2 separate regions of the Zea mays genome follow, and region 2 is linked to region 1. A link is a contact called in public Hi-C data. All regions are on one chromosome and are shown on one strand. The core of a region is the stretch at or near the end of the contact, and the rest is flanking DNA. Distances in the headings are between cores, read along the strand shown.

What was found. Hi-C and Micro-C count contacts between places; a contact is called where the count stands out from the background.
Region 2: a contact with region 1 is called in a Hi-C map of ear, with 4 times the contacts expected there. The contact joins the enhancer-like site here to the promoter of LOC103647138 in region 1. A contact is called at or near these places in 2 of 25 Hi-C or Micro-C datasets (ear and tassel).

Annotation. Positions count from the first base shown.
Region 1 is chr2:155,086,715-155,093,599 of Zm-B73-REFERENCE-NAM-5.0, forward strand. It overlaps LOC103647138 (Protein kinase APK1B chloroplast), which reads left to right and starts at 4,532. Exons shown (of 2, transcript XM_008671702.3): 1 at 4,532-4,821; 2 at 4,941-5,458. The coding sequence starts at 4,599. The coding sequence ends at 5,260.
Region 2 is chr2:155,165,362-155,172,246 of Zm-B73-REFERENCE-NAM-5.0, forward strand. It overlaps the pseudogene LOC103647141. Among protein-coding and RNA genes, the nearest start is that of LOC100502500, 8.2 kb to the right of the region's middle. Within about 2 kb of position 4,175, at least 11 of the 20 cell types and tissues checked have an H3K27ac peak or open chromatin away from gene starts, as enhancers often do. A contact at or near this core is called in ear, where this site is marked.

The sequences.
Region 1 (6,885 bases), core at 3,282-5,781:
CAGACAGACGGTCAGACTGAAAGAACTAATCAGATCCTAGAAGATATGTTGAGAGCCTGTGCGTTGCAAGACAAGTCAGGATGGGACAAAAGATTAACTTATGCAGAATTCTCCTACAACAATAGTTACCAGGCCAGCTTGAAGATGTCACCGTTTCAGGCACTCTATGGACGGAGTTGTAGGACTCCGCTGCATTGGGACCAGCCTGGAGAGAGACAGGTGTTTGGCCCCGACATCTTGCTTGAAGCCGAAGAGAATATCAAAATGGTTCGGGAGAACCTGAAGATAGCACAGTCAAGACAGCGAAGCTATGCGGACCGAAGGAGAAGAGAACTGAGTTTTGAAGTGGGAGACTACGTCTATCTGAAGGTGTCACCTATCAGGGGAGTCAGAAGGTTCGGAGTTAAAGGCAAGTTAGCACCCCGGTACGTCGGACCATATCAGATTCAAACAAAGCGTGGAGAAGTGGCTTACCAACTCAACCTACCAGAAAGTTTGTCGGCAGTGCACAACGTGTTCCACGTGTCGCAATTGAAGAAATGTCTGCGAGTACCAGAAGAGCAGTTGCCAGTGGAGGGTTTGGAAGTTCAGGAAGATCTGACCTACATAGAGAAGCCAACGCAGATTTTGGAGTTTGCAGACAGGGTCACCCGGAGAAACACCATCAGAATGTGCAAAGTCAGATGGGGTCACCACTCTGAGGAAGAAGCAATCTGGGAACGAGAAGATGATCTAAAAGCCAAATACCCTGAACTCTTTGCTGACCAACCCTGAATCTCGGGGGCGAGATTCTTTTAAGGGGGATAGGTTTGTAACACCCTGAATTTGGGGGTATAAAATTTCTTTGCTCATATTCACAAATTCAGGTGTTACTTCCTTTTTTTTCATCCTTTCCCAATCTTCTCTTTCTCATTTCTATAGGAGAAAAGTGGTTATTTTATTTGTAATTATAGTCTATTAGCTCAAACCCTAAGGGAATATGAATTGTCGCATCATGTTGAACCCTAGATTTCACTTTTGTTTGGTGCATAATTCTCAAAAGTCTAAATTGAATTTGGGGCTCATTTGAATTTGAATCAAATAGAATAAATAAAAGAAAAGGAGAAATCAATTCCAAAATAAAAGAAAAAGGCAAAGCAGCCCACTTCCCCGCCCCCCCCTCGGCCTTTCGGCCCAGTCGGCCCACCTCGCGCGTGCGCCTCTCCCCCCTCCTCTCTCTGCGCAGCGGGCCCGGCCTGTCGGCGCGGCCGCCTTCCGCGCACCCGCCTCCCTCTCTCTCTGCCCGTGGGCCCGGCCCGTCAGCCCCGCTTCCCTCGCGCCCGCACCCGCTTTCTTCTCTCTCTCTGCGCCGCGGGCCCGGCTTGTCAGCTTCTCCGTCTTCGCGTAACCGCCGCCGTGCGTGCCGCGGTCTCCGCGCCCACGTCGCGCGTGGGGCTCGCCCCACCTCGCCCTCGGCCACTTGAGCCCCGAGCCTTGCTCGCCATCTCCCCCTCCCTCATTTGCGCACCAACCGCCCCCCCCCCTTCCACCTCTCCCTCGCTGTGCGCACGCCAGAGCGCCGCCGCCGTAAACCCCGCCGTTCCGAGCTCGGTTCCCAGCCGCCGTTGGAGCTCCGCCGTGTCCCTTGCCACGGTGAGCTTCGCCCCGACGTCCGCAACCCGGAACGCGCATCAATTTCCCCTTCCACTCCCTATTTCTCTCTGCCCGCGCTCACCCGTCGTCCGCCGTGCAGCCGCCACCGTCGACCCGGGCCACCGTCGCGTCTCCGTCGCCGCCGAGGAGTCCCCGGAGCCCGCCTTGAGGTAAAGAACCTCTCCCGCCCCTATTGGCCTTTATTTTGCTCTCTGCTGTGTTTGATTGCTCGTCAGAGTTGCTTACCGCCGCCGCCGAGCCACTCTGCCGTGAGCCACCCCCCTCCGGTGCCCCTGCCCCGACCCAGACCCCACCAATGGATTCCCCGTGCCCTCCCTAACCTCCCCGGCCACTCGGATCGCCCCAAGGACCCGCAGGGCCCCCGCGCCCCTCGTCTCCGGCGAGCTCCTCCGCCGCGGGGACGAGCGCCGCCGCCCCAGCTAGCCGAAGGAGACGGGAGCCAGCCACCCCATCCCCGCCGTCTATATTAGATCGGACGGCACGGATTCAAATAACCCGAACCCAACCTCACCCGTCAGCCCAAGATCCAACGGCCCAGAGCCGTTTCCCCCGCGCCCCGCCTCCCTGCCAACTGGGCCCCGCCTGCCAGTCGCCCGCGCCCGCGCTGCCCGCCCGGCCCCGCCTGTCAGCCTCGCGCCCGCGCTGCCCGCCCGGCCCCGCCTGTCAGCCGCTCACGCCGCCGCGCGCCCGCGCGCCCGCCGCGGGATCTAATCCTGGCCGTCGATCTGAGATCCAACGGCTGTAGGCGCCCGATACCCCTTCGCCCGCGCATTTTCTTAAAGAACCCCCCTGTTTTCTGGAAATTGCGCCCGCCGTCCCTGGTTTCTCGCAGTTAGGTCCTCGGACCTTTTATTTAATTCAAAATAGGTCCTTAGGGTATAATTTTAACCCCTAAACTTGTAAAATTCATAACTTTGTCATATGAACTCCAAATTAGGTGCTTCAAATTGCAAAATGTTCATAATATTATCATCTATCTGTTTATGCAATGTTTCCCTGCTGTTTCCATGTCCCAATTAATGGTTAATCATTAGGATAAAGTTAATGTTATGGGAACCCTATTTGAGATAAATAAAAGATAGTAGACTTTAATAAAAGTTGGAGCACTTAAGTTTATGGACTTAAACACCTAAATTTAGGAACTTAGAACCAGGTAGTGATTTAATCCCACCACCGACTTAAACTTGATTAGTGGATGATGAATCACTTTGTATAGTCCTCTACCCCAGACCTAGGGAACACTAGAGTGCCTATTCCTTTTCTGTTATGAACATGTGACCTCTCTCTGCTGCATATGTTTGGTATATTGTTTTGTTTGTTATTTTCCCAAGTGCATAGAGTGAATGATTGCTTTACGTAGACAACGAGCAGTCTGTGTTTCCCGAGGCAGTTGCAGAGGAAGTCCCTGATCAGCAGTTTGGTGAAGGCAAGTGTCCTCTGTCCCATTATATCCTATTCATTTATAACTTACTACCCCGCACTACTTACTTGAAACCTAAGGATTGACTAGCTTTACATTTTACTTTATCCTTGATGACCTTATGGGCTACTATGGTTAGCACTTTGCTATTGCTTTAACATAATCAATGAACATGATGTGACTATTTATGATACTGTTATCCTGATGATGTTGATGATCTTGTGATACTCTAGGGGGCTCAGGCTGTTTCCTGAGTACCTCTCCGTAAGGACTGGTTCGTTAAGAGACCACCCGGGATGACAGTGCAACCATGAGGGTGAAATGGGATGCCCTTAGCTGATTAATTAGATGAACTAGAGGTGTAGTTGCTTAGCCGTCGTGCCGTCAATGGGGTCCAGGCACAGTGCTTGCTCTGCCGAGGCGGAGTGCCGAGGTTCTTTCGTTTTGCTCTTTGTTAGTCACTCTCCTGCGGGGAGGGGTACTGTGTTTATCAAACTGGAGAAACCTAACGGGCAGCTAAGATCTCTAGGGAATCTTTGTAAAAGCTACGTAGTGATGCCCTGCCGGACCACCTAGGTAGTGGTCAATGGGGATTAGCTCTCCCCGGGTAGAAAGGGAATCATGACTCATGGGTAAAGTGTGCAACCTCTGCAGAGGGTAGTGAAACTGGTATATCAGTCGTGCTCACGGTTAAGAGCAGCCTTGGGATCCTCTTTGATTAGAGATACAGATGGTTCGAAAGACAAGGATTATGTTATGGTTTTGGTTCGACTATGATGATGTTGTTCCTCGATGAGGAAATGGTTTACGGGTTGGTTAATGCTAAAATCTGGCTTCTACTAATGATAAATACTTGACCAACTAAAAGCAACTGCTTGAGCCTAACCCCACATAAAGCTAGTCCACCTCAGCCAAACGGGACATTTGCTGAGTACGTTGATGTGTACTCATCCTTGCTTTACCACAAAACACCAGGTTCTCCGCATTGTAACCACTGCTCCGGAGAAGGCGAAGCCGTGGAAGGAGACTTCCAGGAGTTTCAAGACTACGACGAATTCTAGGTGTGGGTTGGCGGCAACCCCCAGTCAGCTGCCTGTGAAGGCCTTATCTTTACTGCGTTTCGCTAGCACTTTGATTTACTTGTTAAGACAATGACTATGTGGATGTCTATGACTCTGTGATGTAATAAGTTAACACTCTTTTATGTTATTATTCGAGCATTGTGCGATGATGTTCATTTATGTAATCGCTGTGTACGTGAGTTCTGATCCTGGCACGTACATAGTTCGCATTCGGTTTGCCTTCCAAAACCGGGTGTGACAGACAGTGGTGTTAGTTGACCCAAGAGGAAGGGTATCGATTCTTCTTCTTCTTCTTAGAGGCGGGCCCAGACGGTATTCATGGGTATTCATTGAATATCCAAAATTTTTATGATCTATAATAATTTATCAATAATTTATTACACAAAATAGCGTTAGAGCACTAATTTTATTAATCTTTTGAATTTTTGAATATCCAATATCAAATGTCTGGGCCGCTTCTGCTTCTTCTTCCCTTATTCTTAAATATTAGTCGTCGTCGGCGTCGTCGTCTTCCCTCTCCAGACCCTTCCACTAGTATATATAATATCAGCCGGCCACCACCAAAGCAGACTCCTTATTCAGCCCCCATGACGATGGTCTCCCTCGCCGGCTTCACCGCTCTATCTGCCGGCCTCCTGCTCATCTCCTCGTTCCTGCGAGCTCAAGGTATATATGCATGCGTGCTTTTATTTGATCCAGTTGTAAACTATATGCATATGTCAGTTGTAAATGAAATTCCTTGAGGACCTACTGACGAGCAAATAAATCAACAAACAAACAAGCAGGAGCCAGCGGCGGCGAGTCGTACGTGCCGGTGCGGAGGGTGGTGTACCGGTCCATGTCGCCGGCGGCGGGGGCGGCGATGACCACGGCAGAGGCGGCGGCGGCGGCGCCACCGTACCAGCCGTTCGAGGTGTGCGAGGGGTGCCGGTGCTGCGCGTCGTCGTCGTCCAATAATGGCAGCAGCAGCAGCTGTGTGGACACGAGCTGCTGCTACGCCATCGACTGCGACCTCCCCGGCAAGCCCTTCGGCACCTGCGCCTTCACCCCGCAGACCTGCGGCTGCGGCGCCGCCAGCAACAACTGCAGCCAGCCGGCACCCTGACCACGACCGGTGGTTTCGATCAATTCAGAGTCGGCGGCTACCTGTTGGGTTTGGATGGGTTTGGCTTTGACTCTTGCTACACAGCAGCACTAGTATGCTATTGTCCTGTCAGGGTGGCCGGCCTAACTTGTCGCCGTGTTATATACATGCAAACACACGTACAATAGAGTACATGCATCCGGTTCCCTTTTTTATTTAGTCCTTTGTTGGTTTACGTCGGATTGCACCCGAAATCATTCTAGCTAATTAAAGTTTATATAAATTAGAGAAGCAATTTAGCTAGAAATCGTTTCGACCCACCAATCCGGTACAAACGAACAAGACCTTAGGACTTATTCGTTTTGTCGGATTGCACCCGTAATCGTTTCAGCTAATCAAAATTTATATAAATTAGAGAAGCAATTCGATTAGGAATCGTTCCAACTCACCAATCCAGCACAAGCTAACAAGGCCTTAAAAAAAACTGTTGTCAACTGACGCCATACGTTAATTTGGTTCAAGTTTCAATCGGGTTCCAAGCTTGGAGCCTGGTCCCTCTGTTGAGCTACAGGCCTACTACAGCGCTGGCAGTGGGGAAAAGCGGAACACGGCCCAACAGCCCATGACTGGACATCCGTTGCTAGGAGGAACGGACACGGCCCACGCCAGCACGAACATCTCAGATCTTGGGCTGTCCATCTCAAAATCTGTGAGTTCTTTTTTTGTGTGTGTGTGTGTGGATTCGAACATGAGCTTGTGCGACAGACCAGCAGCCAGCGAAATCCATGGCACACGTCGTCTTCGTGACTCCGTCGGTTACGCGGCACGGCATGTCGCTCGCGTGGTGTCACAAAACTTCTATGCTCGTTCAGTTAGGATAACAACATGATAATACTTGAGTAGAAGATCATGCATCGTTATTATTACACGTGTGTCGATCTAGTGAAAATAGTCGAACCTTATCTGTCCTCGTCAAATTTGTTGTTAATCAATACCACAACAACACCAATATGTACATGTGCGGGGACAAACCACCGACTGATCTATAGATATATTTCCTACTTAGGTACAAGGAAATTAATAATAATAGAATTTCTATCGATCTTATATAGAAGCAGGTGCCCAAGCTCCTCACGTCGGTTTTCTTGATCACAAGGTCTAGCGATGTATCAGCTTGGTGGATCTCATCTCCGATCGCCAGCCTCAGCCCATCATGACAGTGGGCAAGATACCAGTGGGCATCACTAGAGAAAAAAAAATACTCTATACTTATACTCACTATCCATTATAAGTACAAAATTACCACATATTCATATCCACCACAGGTAGCGGATACCCATCGAGTAGCCATACCCATAAATATTCTAGTAAACATGATTATTTAAATCACAAAAGTAAGTATGGAATACAAAATATACCTCATTTGAATAGCGCCGAGTACGGACTGCCGAGTCCAGTCTAGGTGGGTGGCACACAGGGAGGGCTATGTTTTAAAATTTTATTTTATATGAAACACATCTAATAACCTAAACCCAATATATTATAGCTTAGCGGGTTTTCCATCGAGTACCAGGTCTGGGAAAGAGAGAACATACCCATTGGGTATAGCAAATGACCTAATAAAATACACATAGGTGCCAAAATTC
Region 2 (6,885 bases), core at 2,925-5,424, 78 kb after region 1:
GTCGGAGTCCCACTCCCGGCAAACATGGGCATCGTCGCCCTTCTTCTTGTAGTACCTCTTCTTTTCTCTTCTCTTTCCCTTCTTGTCGTCGCCCCTGTCACTATCACTAGACAAGGGACATTTAGCGATAAAATGACCGGGCTTACCACATTTTTAGCAAACCTTCTTGGAGCGGGGTTTGTAATCCTTCCCCCTCCTTTGCTTGAGGATTTGGCGGAAGCTCTTGATGATGAGCGCCATTTCCTCGTTGTCGAGCTTGGAGGCGTCGATGGGAATCCTACTTGGTGTATAATCCTTCTTTTCTTCTTTCGTCGCCTTGAATGCGACCGGTTGCACCTCGGGTGTTGAGGTGGCGCCTTGCTCGATGATTTTCTTAGAGCCTTTGATCATCAATTCAAAGCTCACAAATTTTCCTATTACTTCCTCGGGAGACATTAGTTTATATCTTGGATCACCATGAATTAATTGAATTTGAGTAGGGTTAAGGAATACGAGTGATCTAAGAATAACCTTGACCATCTCATGGTCATCCCATTTGATGCTTCCGAGGTTGCGCACTTGGTTCACCAAGGTCTTGAGCCGGTTGTACATCGCTTGTGGCTCCTCCCCTTGGTGAAGCATGAATCGACCGAGCTCCCCCTCGATCGTCTCCCTCTTGGTGATTTTGGTCACCTTGTCTCCTTCGTGCGCGGTCTTGAGCACGTCCCAAATCTCCTTGGCGCTCTTCAACCCTTGCACCTTGTTATACTCCTCTCGACTTAGAGAGGCGAGGAGTATAGTGGTGGCTTGGGAGTTGAAGTGCCGGATTTGGGCAACTTTGTCCGAGTCATAGTCCTCATCCCCCGGCGATGGTACCTGTACTCCAATCTCAACAACATCCCAAATACTAGTGTGGAGTGAGGTTAGATGGTGCCTCATTTTGTCACTCCACATATTATAATCTTCACCATCAAACATGGGTGGTTTGTCTAATGGGACGGAAAGTAAAGGAGTACGTTTGGAAATGCGAGGATAGCGTAGGGGAATCTTACTAAACTTCTTATGCTCATGGCGCTTAGAAGTGACGAACGGCGTGTCGGAGCTGGAGGTGGATGGCGATGAAGAGTCAGTCTCGTAGTAGACTACTTTCTTCATCTTCTTTTTCTTCTTGCCGCTCCGACGCGACTTGTCGTGTGAAGGGGATCCCTTCACCTTGTTGCCGGACTCCCCGGATGGAGCCTTCCCATGGCTTGTGGCGGGCTTCTCGCCGGTCACCATCTCCTTCTTGGCGTGATCTCCCGACATCACTTCGAGCGGTTAGGCTCTAATGAAGTACCGGGCTCCGATACCAATTGAAAGTCTCCTAGAGGGGGGATGAATAGGCAAATCTGAAATTTATAAACTTAAGCACACACTACAAGCCGGGGTTAGCGTTAGAAATAAAAGCGAGTCCGAAAGAGAGGGCGAAAACAAATCACAAGCGAATAAGGCGGATGACACGGTGATTTATTTTACCGAGGTTCGGTTCTTGCAAACCTACTCCCCGTTGAGGTGGTCATAAAGACCGGGTCTTTTTTAACCCTTTCCCTCTCTCAAACGGTCACTTAGACTAAGTGAGCCTTTCTCTTCAATCAAATGGGACACTAAGTCCGCTACAAGGACCACCACAGCTTGGTGTCTCTTGTTTTGATTACAAGTGAATTGAGCACAAGAATTAGAGGAAGAAGAAAAGCAATCCAAGCGCAAGAGCTCAAATGAACACAAAAGTCTCTCTCTCTAGTCACTAATTTGTTTGGAGTGATTCCGGACTTAGAAGAGGATTTGATCTCTTTTGTTTGTATCTTGTATTGAATGCTATAGCTCTTGTATGAGGTGTGAAGGCTGAAAACTTGGATGCAATGAATGGTGGGTGGTTGGGGGTATTTATAGCCCCAACCACCAAAGGAGCCGTTGGTGGAGGCTGCTGTCGCATGGCGCCGTGTTGCTGTATATAAGAGCGTTTGTTTGAGTATGGGTATTCGTCCTCAGAAGTTTGGTGTCGATATGGATGTGAGGTGGAATTCTACTTACATTATGCTTAGTAAGTGCTGCCTCATCGTAACACCTTCTCTGTTTTCATCAAAACTCAGTATCCTTTGGCTAATGATGGTACTCCTTTACTTACTAACAATCACTGGATTATTGCTGAAAAAATTGTTAACTTTTCCTAAGTTGTTTCATGAATCTATTGTTGCATTGTCTGGTGTTTATTACCCTACCTCTCTGTTAATGTTGCATCATATTTTTACAATTGCTAGACATTTAAATTCTTGTGAAAATGATGAGCTGATGAGAGATGTTGTTGTGCCAATGAAAACCAAGTTTCTTAAATACTGGAGGCAAATACCCATTCTATACTCATTTGCTTTCATTCTGGATCCTAGAGCTAAGATGAGGGGTTTCCATAAGCTTCTCTTCAGGTTATCTAGTCTGAATGGGACTAACTACTCTAATCTTCCACAAATGTTTGTATGAAATAGGTCTTCCAAACAGAATTTATAGGGACTAAAATTTAGTCAGTAAAGTTTAGAATGATGACTAAATGAACCAAATACCCTCTTAGTCCCTAAATTACCAAACATAATAACTAAAATATGTCTTCCAAACAGGATTCCTAGAGTCTAAAGTTTAGTTATTAAAGTTTAGGAAGGTGACTAAGTGGGTGTTTGGTTTGAAAATCAATCCATTATAAATGAGGTGGTGCATCGTGAGTCCATTCCATAAATTTAGTGGCATGAACCCATTGCTCATGTTATTACTGACTATTAGCTTATGAGGATTGAAATGATGATGTATCGATTTATTGAATTCCAAAAACTAAACTAAAAAGTTAGGAGGGAGAAGATGATGGATTATCTCGTTCCTCAAAGTAAACTCGATGTAAAGGAACCAAACACCCACTAACTATATGTTTGATTGCTACACGGTGGTAGTCTAGACCGTATATTATAAACCATGCTCCTTATACATAGACAAGATCTGTGCATAAGGTTTTATTTAGAAAAACAACTTTAAAAGTATTCTTGTTTTATGGTAGCGTCTGCACGCACGGAGATGTCTTTTAGCTGCGTACCCGTGGAGCCTGGCCGCGCCCCTCGTTTTCCGTTCATGCAGCCTGTAGGTGACGGAAACCCAATTATACAACCGAACAATCCGCAACGACGATGCATCTGTTGACGAGAGGCCAAAGCCTTATAAGAAGACAGACGAGTCCATCGATCGGTGAAGGCAAAACCCACAGCTCCAAAAATGCATCGACGGCAGCATCCCGTTGGTGGCACTCCTGACAGACTCTCCGAAATAGGAAAGGTAAGCGACTACATCCCTCCATTCAGTGTCGCTGACTTGAGATTGAGTTTCTAATACAGTTTCTACCAGAAAGCTTTTAAGCGGGGAGATTTAGCAGCATCGCCCTGCAAGAGGCACTGATCTCCGAATCCGTTAGGAACATAAGGTATTTATAGTGACAACTGTTTTTTTTACCCAATCTAAAAACACACAAAACCAATGCGTTTCTTCAGGTGGAAAACCAGGTGCGATGACATCTTGTGTATTTCTGCGCACAGCAAGTTCTCTGAAATCCGCGCTTCGGCAGAGGTCTCCGACCCGCTTCCAACCGTCGACCGCTTCCTGGGTGTCTACGAGGGTGCTCTCAAGTCTCAAGTGGAAGAGCATCGCTGCGGAGCCGGAGACCGTGGTGACCAATGGTGCAGCTGAACTGAAGAGGAGGAATCCTTGCAGAAGTCAGCTAAGCTTTGGGCGGGGGCTGCACTAGCCACCGACCTTGAACTGAAGTCCTCAAGCTGCTGGACAGTGGTGGCAGTGGCACTACTGGCTCCTTCTCTCGCACGTACGAGGAGCAGCACCAACAAGCCAAATGCGTCTTGGGTGGAACCAGCAAGGCTGACGAAGAGGCAGGAAGCGCATGGAGCTTCAGCAGCGTCTAATAAGGTGGAGGTGGTCTCGTCAAAGTGACACCGGGATGAGGAAGAGGAGAGGAGCATGGGTGTGAGACAGCTGAGCTTGCCAAGGCCCTGTGGCGCTAGATGCACACGTGGTTCCTGCCTTCCTGGCCTTCGTGAACTGTCTGCAACCTGGGCAAGGAAGGTGAAGGCGTGACGTGACTGATAGCGCGGGAGAGAGCTGAAGATGCATGAAGGAAAGACAGAAGGTCACTACAGCCCAGACGTAGTACCCGAGCGCGGCGGCCCAATGTCTGTGACTGTGAGATGGCTTTAGTGGCTTGTAATAGATATATAAATAGATTTTTACTTGCGAGAGGGGAGGATCGAACTGGAACCAGACACAAACCGTTTTGCCAGCGCGCGATCGCCGACTGGTTGGCTGCAATAGAAATCGGTCTGACGAGCGTAATCCTTGAGTCCACCGTGTCGCGTGAGTACGGTGGACGAGGCGCTAAACGTGGATATAGATGGCCAATAAGCATTAGGCTTACGAGCCCGGTACGAAGCCTGCTATTTGAGTTCGGTCTGAGCCTGGCATGCTCGGTTCTATACGGGTCCGGATCGGGCTTGAACAGAAAACTAGTCACGGTGGGCTAGTCTGGCACGGCTCCTTTACCTTTAAGTCTGTTAAGCCCGCTTTTTTACACTAAAAGCGTGTTTTTCGTCCCGCTTAACCCGTTTTTCGGCCACTTTTTCGTGTTAAACGGATCGATCCGGCCCGTTTAAGCCCGGTGTGGACCGGACTCGAACAAGAAATCGAGCCTGTAGACTTAGACGGTTTGATCCGGTTTTCTAACAATGCCTGGCGGGCTAGATCTAAAATAGGCCGGGCTTCACCGGGCCGGATCGGGCGACCCGTTTAGCTATCTCTAGACGTGGGGTTCCACCTGTTCCAATGCCGGAACGTCGCCGGATACAGGGGAAAGCGCGACGGCAGCAGCGGCGGCCACGTAACGACGACGGTCCTGTCGCAGTTCAAGAAGATCAGCGACTGGCTGGACCGGGCAGGAAAGGCCGCAGAGGAGTCCGTCTCGGTTTCTTCCAGGAGTTGAGGCTTCATGTAATCATGTGCTCGCAGTCCCTTTTCGCCTTTGGTTCTTCGGATTGTTGGTTACGCGGCACTGCGGCAGCCATGTAGTAGCAGCCTGTTGTTCGATCTGGTTTAGGATTAAGGGCATGTTTGGTTCACTGCCTAACTTGTCACACTGTTTGACACCAAAATGAGCCGGTGGACTGTCCGGCCCTGAGGCCGGACGGTTCGCGGTCCGGACGGTCCACGCGTGCGCAGAGCAGATTAGGGTTCCGAGTTTTGTGCTACGGTTGTTAGCTAAAATCGTGGGATAAGCTCGGGAATTAGTTTGTAAAGGGTCCAGCCCTCCTCCTCTATAAATAGAGAGGTATACGACCGATTTGTAATCAACAATCGAATCAATACAACTTCTATTTCATATTTTATCTTAGGAGTAGTTCTAGTTTAGCCCTAGTTTAGCCTTTCAATCCCCAAATTCTCCGCCTCTCCTCGACTCTACGTCGATTAGAGGAGTCTAGGTTGGTCGGCCTGAGCCTAGACAACTCCTAGGATCTCTCCTCCCCGACGGGGTCCCTCCCGGGAGCGAGATCCAGGCGCCGCCGGCGATCATCTGCCGCCCCTGCGCACGCGTGGACCGTCCGGCCCTAGGGCGCGGATCGTCCGGCCGTCAGGCAGGGAACCCGAGCTCCTGCACCAGGTCACGGACCGTCCGGCCCAGTGCCGCGGACCGTCCGCGCCTGACCAGAGAGCACCGCCGCCTCACGCCAGGTCGCGGACCGTCCGGCCCTGTGTCGCGGACCGTCCGCGCCTGACCAGAGAGCACCGCCGCTGGTTCTCTTGAGTAATTGGCGCCTCCAAAAGGGCGTCAACATACTTTTTGGCGACTCCGCTGGGGACAACACATATAGACCTATCAAATCGGCCCTCAATGGCCGATTCAAGAGATAGCTCTGAGGTTTCCACCAGCAATATCATCACACCGACATAGGAAGCCTTGCCGGCTGAAGAACAGCTCCTGTTCGAGGAGCGCCAGGAGCAGCTGATCCAAGAAGCAAAGGCGAAGTTCCTGGCTGACTTCAAAGTGGACAGGAACAACAAAGTCGTTCGGCAACGGGCGACAGATCTGGCTTCGCTCCGACCTACTACGATTACCCCAAATGTAAGTAGCACCAACGAACTCCAATCTCTTAAAGCTTACATAGACGAACAGCGAGAACAGATGCAAAATATCATAGGGGTTATGCAAAACGATTGTAGGAGACTAGTGCGTGCATTTGATAAATCTAGTATAGCAAATTTTCCTTCACATGAGGTTGAATTAGGAGATAATACACGTAATACATCGGTTAAAGGTTGTCACGACCAGTCACAACCCCCTTATGGGATGCCGATGGACACGTACCCTGAGCAAACGCAAATCGGCAGTAAACCAGCCGATCTACACATGTCCGCACCGTCCGCTCGCGAGCGCGGACCGTCCGGGTCAGCCACAGTCGGGCCCATTTTTAATGAGTTACCTAGACACGCACCCGAGCCACCACATAGGGCACCGAATTTAAACTATCCAGTCGGACGGTTCGCATACAACGACGGACGGTCCGCATATAATCACGGACGGTCCGGGTACGTATCCGGACAGTCCGCGCATGAGTCTTTTGAGGGGGATTATTACCTGAATCCTCGCCCGTCCCAGCAACACTTCCCATCACATTATGCAATGCACCAGCCCATTAATTCAGGATCCAGAGCCCAGGAAAGCTTTCCGGCCCCACCTAGAAGGCCGGAAAGAAACGATCAAACATATGAGCCATATAGGGCAAATGGAAATGCACCACGTAGCTCAAACCAATGGGGGGAACGACAACATACTAA